2 separate regions of the Columba livia genome follow, and region 2 is linked to region 1. The links are chromatin contacts, called in public Hi-C maps. All regions are on one chromosome and are shown on one strand. Each heading gives the region's core, a stretch centred on a gene start, on an enhancer-like site or on the middle of the called end of the contact. The rest is flanking DNA. Distances are from core to core; before and after follow the strand shown.

Region 1 (6,235 bases), core at 1,592-4,091:
TGTCTGGGGGGCTCATGCTCCCCGGCTCACTGGCTGGCAAGGACAATGAAACCTGGCCTGAGCTCTCTCGCGCAATTCTTGTATGCCTAATAAGATGTGTGAACATAGTGTTAAAATAAAACTAAACTGCATTTTTCACCACCTCTACAATGAGAAGCCCACCTGATGAGCTGTGTATAGGTAATACTGTTTGGCAATTTCTCTGCAGAGGGAGAGCTTTAGGAGGTAGATAGTTTGGATTTTGGGAGCATGCAGTCCAGCTAGACATTAAGACAGGGCCAGTCACAAAATTTAGATCCAGACCTGATGAAGCCATCAAGTACATCCATGTTTCAGCATGTGTTGCAATATCGGGTTTGGCTCTGCCTGCCATGAAAATAATTACCTCTGAAGCACAGTGTTCTCCCTAAGACTAGATTTCCACCTCTTCCTTAAGCAAAGTTCATGGACTTAGATGTGGACTACTCAGAGTGGCCACTTCACAAAGGGATGGAGAGGCCAGTTCAGACCTCCAGCTGAGGGAGAGGGAAGATCACCTGGAGCCCTCACTGCATCTCCGTGTGCTGTTGCCTCTCCCAGCGTGGCTGCAACCAGCAGCAGTAATGCCCACCTGGACTCCCCCTGACTCAGATCTAAACCTGAGCAGATCACAGCTGTTCACATGAAGACTTCCCAAGTCAGCTTCCTGCTGGTAGAATAACCCAGCCCGAACACCCATTCCCAGGCAAACCAGACCACATCTTCAAGCACCTGTGGGTGGTCAGAGGGAGAGGCTCAGAAAGGTCTACCGAAATGCTGCAGCTTGAGCTCACCACTGGCCAAGCACTGGTGACTCACTGAGGCTGAAGCCCTGAGCACTGGGATTTGCCTCTTGCTCCAGCAGCTGCACTCTGGCAGCCGAATGCTGGCCAAGGGCAGCCAGGTGGAGAGCCCTGTGGCCCCACAGAGCACAGGCAGCACTGCAGGCAGACACCAGCCAGCAAACCTTTAGGAGAACACAGAGGAGTCGGATTTTAGAGACTATGCTAAAAAGTCCTGTTTTCATCATTTTGTTTCATAACAGGGACCCAAGCCCGAGCACAGTGTTTTTCCTTCACTCTGAATCACTGGGACCATTTTCAATGGCCTGTGTGTTAGTACTGCACAGCCAGGATGATTTCTTGGCTCCTGATGGCTGAACTTCCAGCCAGAAGACACTGGCACAGCAAAAGAGAGGATAGGAAAGGCTCTGAGGGGCTCCCACAAGTTTCTTTCCCCAGGATGCACAGTAGGTCCCCTGTCCAGTGTAGGAGGTGCAGACCTCCAGGGTACCACTTTGAGCCTCTCCTAAGTCCAGACCTCCCACCAGAGAGCCCTAAAACAAGTGTCCTCACCAGTGCCCTGCTTGGAAGAAGGTCTCAGCCTTTTCTCTGAGCTTCTGGGCCACCAGAACCCTGCAGCCTCCAGAGGGGGAGTACAGCACACTCTGGAGGGTGAGAAGTGGGGCAACCAGCACGTCCCCTTCTGTTCCCCAGGCCATTCTGTCAGAAATTCGCCCCTGCAACAGGAACAAGCCTACCAGCTTCATGGGCCATGCAAACCAGAAAAGCAAATGGTGGTTTGGAAGCAAAATAATCTAGCAGAGCAGCAAAATTTATGAAATCCATTATGAAACTCCATATGCAGATCCCATGTACCTGGAAAGCCCTTTAGAATTCTTGTGACAGAGCAAATCCTAAAATGGAGGGGTCTTCTAACCAAGCACCAGTGAGATTTTGTAACTTGCAGCTGCTAGGTCAGAAGGAACAGGCTGCTTCTCGCAGTGACCCATTTACTTTTCCTCTTCATGGCTGTGCCTTTCTCATTTAGATCAGTTTGCTTTTGCCAGATGGAGTCAAAGTTACCACTGTGAATCAGCTTTTTTTCCTTGTTTCTTGGAAAGCACTAGTCAGTACCATGTCAAGAAAAACAAACAGGGAGGTTTGCTTAGGATCTATTTAAAGCAAAGCATCAGTGGTAGATCCAATATCATCCCTGGGGCCAGCACTGATGTCTGTGACAAAACTGGGGCTACTGTGCATGAGAAGGGCAGGATCATTGCAAAACTGCAGCAAACATCCCATCTTTCACACAAAGATATCAGAGGCATGCACAATGCAAGCGAGAGCACTCCGTGCCAGTATCCCCACTACTGCTATTTGGAGTCTCTGACCATGTAAGAAAAGTCCTGGAACTCATTCACTGCAAGCTGGCACAAGGTCCTGAAATGCATCAGAGACACCCTGGGTGACCTGAGAGGAGGACCTGAGTTTTCTGCCTCTGCTTATCAGACCTTGGGTGGTGGAAGACCATTCTGACTGAGGAGAAAGCCTGTGCTTTGCCGGGGGGTGACAGAGCAGCGTGCTCACCACCACTGCCACCTCCTCCCACGCCCACCCACAGTGCCAGGTGGGAGAAACCAGCCAGGGAGGTGGCGGTGGAGCAGACCAGGTGCTGCAGAAGGTCCCATTCCACCAGGGTGTCTCCTGGTGGGAAGCACAGGCGTGTGCACCCCATGCAGCTGGGAGTCCTGCGCTGCATACATGCTCAGCCCAAGGAGAGGGCTAAGAACACATCCTCACCTCACAAGAGCATCGTGAGGCAAATTTAATTAGCATCTATAAAACATTCTGACACTTTCCGTATGGAGCACAAAGTGTTATTAAACAGCCGTGCGGAGCAAAGCCAACAGTGCTTCACTTTTGTTTATATAAGGTGTTCTGCTGATACCGTACCCTTGGGAAACAGTAACGGCTATGATTACGATAGGGTATTTACTGCCACCTCAGTTCGCTGCTGCAATACTGACCGTACCTCTAAAAGCAATCTCAGAAACGGCTAGTCCACAGAGAATTTCGCTCTGTCCCACTTACAGGCATGCTAGTGCTTGCCTTTTCCTTCTGCAGCTCTTTTCTGTAAAAGAGACATTCATAACTCCAAGCTCCATACCAGTGAACCTAATCCAGCAAGTATCCAAGACATTCAGGAAAAGAGACTTTCATAGCATTGGAATTTTTCCATGCCAGCACTTTTTCATCCTAAGATAAATGGCTTTTATTTACAGGGCTAAAGGCTCTATTATTTTCAAAATACTTCTCAGCTTCAAAGCAGCAATGGAAATCGGCTGTGCACCTGGCCAGCTGATTCAGCCTGGAGTCGGCCAAACAGCAAGAGGCGTCTTTCTTTCCCGCAGCATCAAGGGGTAATTTTCTGTGCAGCGGACAAGTGGGCTGGAGGGCTGATGTAAACGGGCTAACACTTAATTAATCAGGACATATTTAAGCAGGGCCTGGTCAGCACAGCACGCTGAATTTCTAAACTGGGGGCTGGTACCTGGGAGGCACCTTCCACGTTGGATGCTGAGTCTTAGAAAAGCCTCCTGGGGAGCTTGCTTTCAGACATCTGGCTGTTCTGTTGGGGCGAAGCCCCACTGAGCCCTGTCATCCATCCACTTAACCTGAGCAGGTACAGGAGGATGGACATCCACAGCGATTCAGGCACAGACAAGACCAGAAAACAGCTATGCCAAGCTCAGAGTCCCCTTGGGCATGAGTGAGCGCTCCTGCAGATGCTGATGGAAACTGATTTTATTTTTACCATAACAGTGGCCAAAGGCTCCAGCTGATGAGACAGGCTTGTCCTTCTCTGAGACAAAGTTTAGCAAACACTTCACTGAAAGCAGTCTTGACCAAATTGCTCCCAGCCCTGGAGAGCAGACAGAAGCAAAAGGCAGAGGAGGAAGAAGAGGGGAGGAAGCATGCTGCCCGGGGGAGCTGGGCACTGTACTTGGAACCCACACGGGGCTTCATGTTTGCCTGCAAAGCAACTTTCCTGAAGCCCAAGCAACAGCCAAGAGAAGCTCCCAGCCTTCACCTGCCTCTCTGCAGGGCTCGGGGAGGCCCATCCAGAGTGTCTAGAATGAGGTCCTGAGTTATCTATGCCTTCCTCCAAATCCGTTTTCTTCGCAGCTCCCTGCTGCCCAGGACCACCCGTCTCCCCCAACCTTGCTTACCACTCCAGCAAGTCCCTCCTCACCAGACTCGCACCTCAGCCATCCCGTGGCTCCTGGCCATTCAATGCTGAGACCGCATGCAGGAGGTTGCACAATGCTTGGCCACATTACACTTGACCTGAGCACAGGTTGTTGCTCTCACTTTCAAGAGCCACAGCCATAAAAAGAGCCGGAATTTGCTGGCCAAGGAGAAGCCAGGGTGAGCTGATGCAGTGCAGGCTCCCGTGGTCAATGGCTGCAGCTCTGTGCTGGGGGAGGACACGCAAAGCCTAATGTGGAAATGTTTGTATTTGGAGCAATATATCGTGAGGTTTAGCCCCTAGCAGCTGCAGAGGCTGTTTACTGTAGCACACAGTCCTCGGCCTATTAGCTGAAGGCCTGACAGTGACCAGATGCAGAGGGAAACAACTCTGAAGCCTGCAGCCGTATTTATGTCCTTGCCAAGATCCCAACAATACCTTGCCTAATAAGTCTGGCACAGAAATAATCATTTAAAGAGCTAAAAAACACAACATCCGCAGCCCATCTTTACAGCCAGAAGGGGAGTTTTGTGAGGCTTACAGTCTAATCTTTCACCGTCCTGAGTGCTTCCCTCCTACTTGACAAACAGTTGGTGATTTATTTCCTGAATGGTTGGATGCAAACCTCCTGTATGTAATCGCTCAACAGGGAGGCTGCACCTCTGCAGCCAAATTCAGCTGCTTGCAGCAGCTGCACAAGGAAGCAAAAAGCAGCAGAAGCCTCTTCTGCACAGGGGGATGCCAAATTCACACGGGGCTTACCCCTGCCCCACGTCTCTGGTGCCAGGACAAGAGCTGATCCCCAGGGCAGGCAGCCCTAACCCAGCCACTGAACCGCAGCATGCACACACGCTGGGCTTGCCCACGGCTTGTGCAGGAGGAAGGACAGGCTGTACTGCCACAGCATGTGTCCCAGCAACACCCAGCACTCCACAGATTAGCCTTGACTTGCTAAATTAAAAAAACAAAAATAAACAAAAAAACACCTAGCAAAACAAAACACCACTCATTAGGTGCTTTCTGAGGACCCAGAGAACCACATCTTTGCTATCAGGAGAAGATCAACACCAACACCAAGAAACATCAGTTGCACTCCACTGGTTCACATAGTTTATGACCTTGGCTAGCAGATAAGCCCATGTAGTATGATCTTCTGTGTTTTGCAGGCTGCAGGTACCAGGTGTAGTTGAAGGTCAGTGTTGAGGAAAAGGCTCTCCCACAGTTGGGAGAAGGTTACAGAGAATGATTTTTATGCAACATAAGCTTGTAGATGATTAACAATTTTCTTTCAGTTAACAGCGAAGTTAATAGTTATTCAAAGCACTCCATTGTAATGGGAATGGAGATGGGGAGACGTACTACATTAACCATTAATCTTGGACTGTGCAATAAAAATTAAAATGGAATATGGCACATAAGTGTGATTGATTCTGCTTACAAAGGGAGAGGGTGTCAGTGTATGCTTTGGGCGGGAGTGTTTCCTTCTGACAGCAGGGTGCCTTGATGCAGGTGAGGATGTGCCACAGGAAGGCTGCACTCAATCCTGTATTTGCTGCTTTTTTCCAGCTCAAACCACACTCTGTTTTGAAATCCACCTTGTTAACTTGGCATCTTTCAAAAATCTCTGAACATTAGGGAGTGGATGGATTTTTTTTTTAGTTGCAAAGAGGACACGTGAAAAAGAAGGGCAGAACTTGGCAATTTGGGTCTGTGGAAGAAGGCTACCATCAGTACAGTACATGCTAGCCTGTACCCCCTGTGCTGCACAGCTCCAGGGAAAAGGAAGGCAGATTTCTCAAAGAGCCATGCCCGTGCCTCTCTGAAGCCCCCCCTTGCCTTGCCCCAACCACCTCCCCAGCCACAGCAGTGGTTTGAGCTTGGCACTATGCACAATCAGTGTAGTTCCTCTGCTCAGGGCTCTCTAGAGAGCTCTCTCTCCCACCCTTGGCCTGTGCCTGGCCTGTGCCGAAACTGCTTTTCCCGAGTACTGCAGTCCTGCTGATACACACGGGGCCATTGCCATGTGCACAGAGATTTGCTGAGGTTGATGCCATCGAGTTTATTTTCTTCTTGAAAGCTCAGTGGCAAACCTCCAAAGAAAAATAAGAGCATGGGAGACAGGCATGAGAGGCAAACTTTGTACTCATGGTATCCCCCAGCTCAATGGTGATTGACTCTGGGTTTT
Region 2 (6,235 bases), core at 1,580-4,079, 84 kb after region 1:
TGGCACGTTGTACATGGGAGAAAGTCCCTGGGCAGTGTGTGCTGCTGGTGGTACCCCAAGCTGCTGGCGGTACCCCAGCTGGGGTGCAGGGCACGCTTCTGCAAACTCCTCTCTGTCAATGCAGCTTCCTTTTCCTGGCACGGTCTAAAAATAACAGAGAGTCCTTGGCCTTTTTTTTTTCCCTTTCTTTCTTTTTATCCTTCCCTTCAGCTATTTAGGCCAACTCCAGCTAATCACATTTTCTAACTTGCACTCAGTCACTGCCATGGCAACCATTTCAACATGCAGTTCATAGACTACCTCTGAGATGTACAGCTCCTTTGAGAAGCACGTACACCTTGGTGCTTCAGGAGAGGCATTAAAAGAGAAGAACTATCATCTGCTACGCTGACACATTTTTCTGCAGTCTTACCTCTGGCAGCATGAATCTCTTCTTTTAGCTCTGAATAGCTCATCGCTTGTTCTGTACCCATTCTCTCCCCCAAAATAGGTTCTGTAAAAAATGACACAGATTTATGGAGATGAAAAAGAAAAGGTGTAGGAAGGGAAATGCATTTGGAAATTCCACTCCCTGGCATCTAAATTCACCCTTGTAAGAATGCTGCAAAGCCTGTCCTGTCACTGCTTTGAAGGAAATCCTGTTTTGTTCCGTTGTGTCACTGTGAAAAAGAAAAAGGATTTGGGGGCTTGCTTTCTGGTTTTCTTGAACCCCAGGAGAGAGGTGGCAGCTTGGGAGCAGGATTGGTGCTTCTCCTTCCTCCTTTGCAAAATGGCTCCTGTTCAGAAGTGAAACTACCCCGCAACATGAAAAACCAGGTTTGCATTTGTCCAGGTGTAGAGAGCAAGATTTGAACAGTGCTGAAAAAAGATCTATCTGGAATGTGTAGGTGCATTTTTCTAACAGTCACCTCTGAGGACCTTGCTCAAGATCTAGTGTAACTAGGTTTGCTTTTGACTGGTCGTGATGTGTTCCCCTGGCACTCAGCCGGCACAGGAAGGTGCTGCAGTGAGGTGCTGCACAGGTGTCTGCCATGCTGGTTACGATCAGATCAGGTATTCTGCTCACACTTAACACACTCTTCTCCCAGGTGCAGGCAAGGGAGGGTCTGACTGACAGCACTACAGTATAAAAAAAAACCCAAACAACCTTTCTTGTTTCTTTATAGAATTGTGGCTGCTCTCTGGAAGAACCTGATTCCATGTCTTGAATATTTTTGTTTATGTGTTTATGTGTAGGTTTTGAATACGTATATAGCACTTGTATTGCCATGCTGATACTTATCAGGTGTAATTACACTATTCATTCCTTTCTCTCATATTTTTCTGTGTTTTTATCACTGTCCATAGTCAGCTGGCCAGTAGCCACAAACAAGACCTGTCCCCACCACTACTACCTACTTGCCATCAATAAGAAAAACGCTTCTGTTACTGACCAAGGGAGAGGGGGAAATTCAGAAGCACCCACAAGCAAGCAAATGTCGGCACATCCAAAGAAACCGGAGTGGAACATTTTATTTCAGTTTAAATGCACCACTCAGCCCCCCCAAAGCCAACCATAGGAAAGCGCCCTCAAACACAGTGCCTTGCACTGAAATTTTCTCTAGGAACAAAATCTGAGAGACAAGAGCCAGCAGTCTCTAAGGCAGGCAGATAAATCTGAGCCAGCAGGTAAATAATACATTGCAGTCACCTTTGCCCTGTTATTTTAATGCACGCACATGCAGACACGCACACTGTTCCATAAGCCCTGCATATGCACTTCTCAATCATGTTTAATTTCTATATACTATCTTCCACTGAAATCAAACCTCTGAGACCACCGAAGTTAGGAAACATGTCGTGTGCTCAGGCAGAAACATCATGTATAGTCTATCAAATCTCTAGGACTTCTTGACTGTGTATAGACTGCTTGGGGGCACCCGGATCCTCAGCTGTCCTTTCTAATCTGCAACCTGAAGTCAAGACAAAGGCTGGCAGGAAGAAAATATAGGGCACTGATTGCTTTTAGCCCACATATTTTAACGTTAATGCATTCTGTAACTGTATAATAAGCATGGACAACATTCTGATAGGTCTGTGATCTGAGCGTAACATCTTTATGGCATGTGCTAGGTCTGTGATCTGAGCGTACCATCTTAATGGCATGTGTATACCATAGGCCCAACTCTTCACTGAATCAAATTTCTATAAACCATTGCAGTGAATTTGGACTTTCACCTGTACCACACCCCACCTTCCCAATGTATCCAGTTCTGGCAGCCTCACTACTCTGAAGGTGAGGATGCACTCTTACCCCATCTGAGAGAGGGCACAAAGGGACAAAGGCTAGAAATGAAGCTGGAAGAGTCTTCTCTTTCTTATATCACGCATTAGGTAACTTGCCTGACAACAGCCAGACTGGCAGCATCTAGAGCAGAAAATCAAGCCAATGAATCAGGACAAGAGAGGGGGAGCTCAAACATCCAACCTTCCAGCTCTTTGTGTGGTCCCAGGTACAGTTTTGGCCCAGGCCAACCAGCACTCTCCCAAATGGTTTCTGAACACAGTCCAGGAGGACTTAAATTGACCAAACAGGCAGTCCATGAAGATAGACTGGGCTCAATCCCGGGCTAAGCTTGTGCTACAGACATACCTTCAGCGAGCCTGGGGCACAGCATCTTCTCCCAATGGCACTGAGCTGAGGAAAGCTGGTGGTTTACAGGCAGTGCAGAAACTGGCACCACACAGTTTTCTAATTTTCTTTGGAATCCATTGTTAAGCATTGTCCTGCTTTCCAATGGGACACGAAAGAGGTTAGGGAGAAATTTAAAGGTAGATATAAGAAACATCTAGGTCCTGTTATGTTCCAACAGAGGGCACTGACATGGGAGAGAGATCAGGACTGTTCCAATGAGGCAATTCCTACGTTCCCAAGCAGGTCAGGAGAAATTGCAAAGAAAAGCAAACATTGCAAAAATATTTTGCAATGCAAAACTCAACAAACAATTGCAAATTGTTTGAGTTAAAGCAGAAAAATTGCTTGAATGGGGTTTGAACCCTTTTCCTTCTTTCTGATACTCAGCATTTTCTTTTTTGCAAGCACGCTCCTGGAATGAGAAGTCTCATAGTTTAGGGATATGTTCACACTGGGAACAGTCACGTGACCTTTCAGATCACATTCCTCCTATTTATAAGAGTATTAGTCATCCACTTAGAGAGCAGAACTAATACCGCGTTTGTTAAATGACTAAATGTGTGCTATGAATAACCAGCAGTGGGTACTTAAAACCACAGTTACATCCAGGAGCACACAGAGAACTCATAGCTAACACACATTTAAGCAAAGCACAAATAATACTACTGCACATAAAATAGATTTGAAAGACAGTCTGAAGACAGTTCACTCACAGGAAGAAAGGGCTAAATTCGTCAGAAAGATAGATTATTTCCAGACATAGTTCACCTACTTATTTAGACATATAGGATAGCTGGCAAGAGTGCATGACAGCTGAAGACTTAAATTTGAAAAAAGTCCAGGCAGAACTGTCAGATGAAGAGGCTGGAGCACAACTCTGCTGGAGCTTGGCCATTACACTACACAGAAAATGTCATGAGTATTGTACTACAAGTTCGCAACTTTGTCACTGGCAAAACACGAGGTTTAGGAGCTCTGAGTAATGCCTAACTTGTTAACTAACACGTTGCTCAACTTAGCTTCAGGGAAAGCACAATACAAGCCATGTGCATTATTAGCCCCAACACACCTGTGAGTCCCAGCCAACACGAGTGAACTTTCCATGCGTCAGATCTTACCAGTGCCTCCAGCACACTGCCACAAGCACCATCAGTTCCTGGGTCAGGAAAAATGGTACTTCCCAGGTGCGAGGACTTCCCTGCTCTGCATGCACTAATATCAGCGCTTTGGGAAGCATTTGGCATGACAAGATAGATGTAGTCAGTGCACTCAGACCACTTCGGTGAAACCATACGAATGCACGTATCTGGCAGGAGAAAATCTGGAGGAGGGGAAGAGAGAAGGACAAAAAGGTGGGTGGAACAGGAAAAAGGAAAGTATAGACAGCAGTGTGAGAAATGAAAAAAGACAGTAGGCTCTGTGCCCCTCTATAAAGGAAACACAGCAGCAGTCTGGGCTGTGTGAGCTCCACATTTCTGACAGCATGAAAAATGGAAGTGGGAACAGCAGTGCAAAGAATTTACAAGAGTTTTGAAGAATGATGTGCAAATTACAGGCTGGAGCACAGAGAATTAAAGGACTTTGACTCTGAGTTCCAACCTGCCCCTCAGTTTAGCATCAAAGTCCAATGATGTGCTTCCACATGGCACAGGACGGTGCTGGGAGGACACCAGCATGCCTGGCTGCACCACACTTTTGGCCAAACTGATTTGGACATCATCAGCAGGAGGTGCCAGGCTGTAGTCACACGGCAGCGTCAGGGAGCTGCCTCCTGCCAGCAAACCTCTCAGTGTCAGCATGACCCAGGGAAGACAAGCACCATGCCAGAGGCTGAAAGGTTCAGTGAGAAGGCGGCAGCTAAAGGTGCAAATATCACTTCCTCATTGCAGCCTCTGTGAACGGCTCTGCCTGTGCAATACAGAGGATGTTTTGAATGGCAGGGCACAGGCAGTGAATCACCTTAAAATCACTGCTGGTGTGTCCCTGCCTCAGCGTATCATCAGGCCTTCCTTTGGGTCAAGTAATCATTTGAGTCTGAATCACTGTGGCACAGGTTTCTCCCGGCGCAGGCTGGCACGGTCAGTGAGCAGAGCTAAGCGAATGTGCTCTCACCACTTCACCTGTGACCCAGGAGGGCTGGTGACTGCGGCTTTGCTGTACAGACCCTGGCAGCACGCAGGGTTCCTGCCGATCGAGGCGTCTGTTGGGCCCTACACAAAAGTCAGACAGCAAATTGTTAACCACGTGAGTTATCACTGTTTCTTTAAAATCTCCTCAAGGGTCAAAGGGTTAGCACTTTCCTGGCCTAGAACAATGTCAGTAGCGAGCCAGGGTCCCCAAATCACAGAATAATTGAGGCTGGAAGGGACCTGAGGAGGTCATCTGGTCCAGGACCCCACTCAAGGCCAGGTTCAAGTGCCTCCCTCCTCGTCCTCAGAGTCTGATCCGCCAGCACAGAAGAAACAGAAATCCTGTGCAAGCCGAGGGAGTGCTTGTACTGGTGGGGCCCAGCTGAGATCAAACAGGTATGGAGAGAGCATGAAGGGAAAATCCAACATCAGGTAGTACCAGAGGGCCACAGCAGAGACAGAGCAAACTGAGGGAAAGACCAGAAAAAACAGCAGGGGACAGAGCAAGACAGCATGTTTGCTTCCTCTGCTGCCAAGACAGCGGCAGGAAGGGTGGTGTGGGGGCATTTCTCCGTTCTCCCAGTTTGCTGCATGTGCACCAAATCTCCTGTTGTGCAAAGGAGCCACCTCCTGACACCAGGGATGCAAAGTAAGAGCCAAGGTTGCTGCAGCTGCAAGGGAGAACGGAGTGCTGGCTCCACCTTGCCTGCACAGTCCATCATTCCCAGGCTTGAGAGGGTGGAGGGAAAGGGGGAACCCTCATTCCTCTCTAGGCCAGATGGAGGAAGGACTCGCCAGGTGTCACCCCCACCCTGTCACTAATATAAAATAATAATAGTATTTAGCACTTCCATTAATTATCTTTGCACTCTGGTATCACAGACACAGCTGAATTGGAAGTCATTAAGATCATTATAATGAGCTTCAGTGGATCCTTTCAGTTGGAGGCATTATTTAGCCAGCCCTCATTTTCATGGTTACATCTGAATAAGCACTCTGCATTGAGGTGAGGTTCACCGATGAGACACTTCGGCATAAAAGCAGTCTCCTACTTGCAAAGGCAGAACAAGTGTCATTATGCATCATGTTTCACCAGACTTCAAAATGCCAAGGAAGGTAAGTCAGGTTATAGCTGACTCCACCTTCAACTGGTAAGAGCTGCAAAACTCTTCCCATGCACGGGCATGGAGAAGGTCTGCCATGACCTCCTACGCATGGCAGCCGTTTCTCAGCAGCTGCCATTCTGGAGGCCTTACACGGTCAGTTGGCAGCCACTATAAGCCTTCACTGCAGACGTCGATTCAGCAAGAATTCTTATTAAAGCGGAGGGGGCAGAAGGCCAGCAGCTCTGGGAGCACCTTGCACCAGGAACAGGAGAACCATGCTGACCTAGTGAAGGCACTGGCAGAGACATGGACTGCTGGCCTGAGCT

Evidence for each region. A called contact is a pair of places that touch in the nucleus more often than the background predicts.
Region 2: a Hi-C map of liver shows a contact between it and region 1, with 2.1 times the contacts expected there. The contact joins two enhancer-like sites. A contact is called at or near these places in 2 of 2 Hi-C or Micro-C datasets (crop and liver).

The regions. Positions count from the first base shown.
Region 1 is chr3:78,820,645-78,826,879 of bColLiv1.pat.W.v2, forward strand. No RefSeq gene overlaps it. Among named protein-coding and RNA genes, the nearest start is that of IRF2BP2, 82 kb to the left of the region's middle. Within about 2 kb of position 2,842, at least 3 of the 3 cell types and tissues checked have an H3K27ac peak away from gene starts, as active enhancers do.
Region 2 is chr3:78,904,537-78,910,771 of bColLiv1.pat.W.v2, forward strand. No RefSeq gene overlaps it. Among named protein-coding and RNA genes, the nearest start is that of TOMM20, 30 kb to the right of the region's middle. Within about 2 kb of position 2,830, at least 1 of the 3 cell types and tissues checked has an H3K27ac peak away from gene starts, as active enhancers do.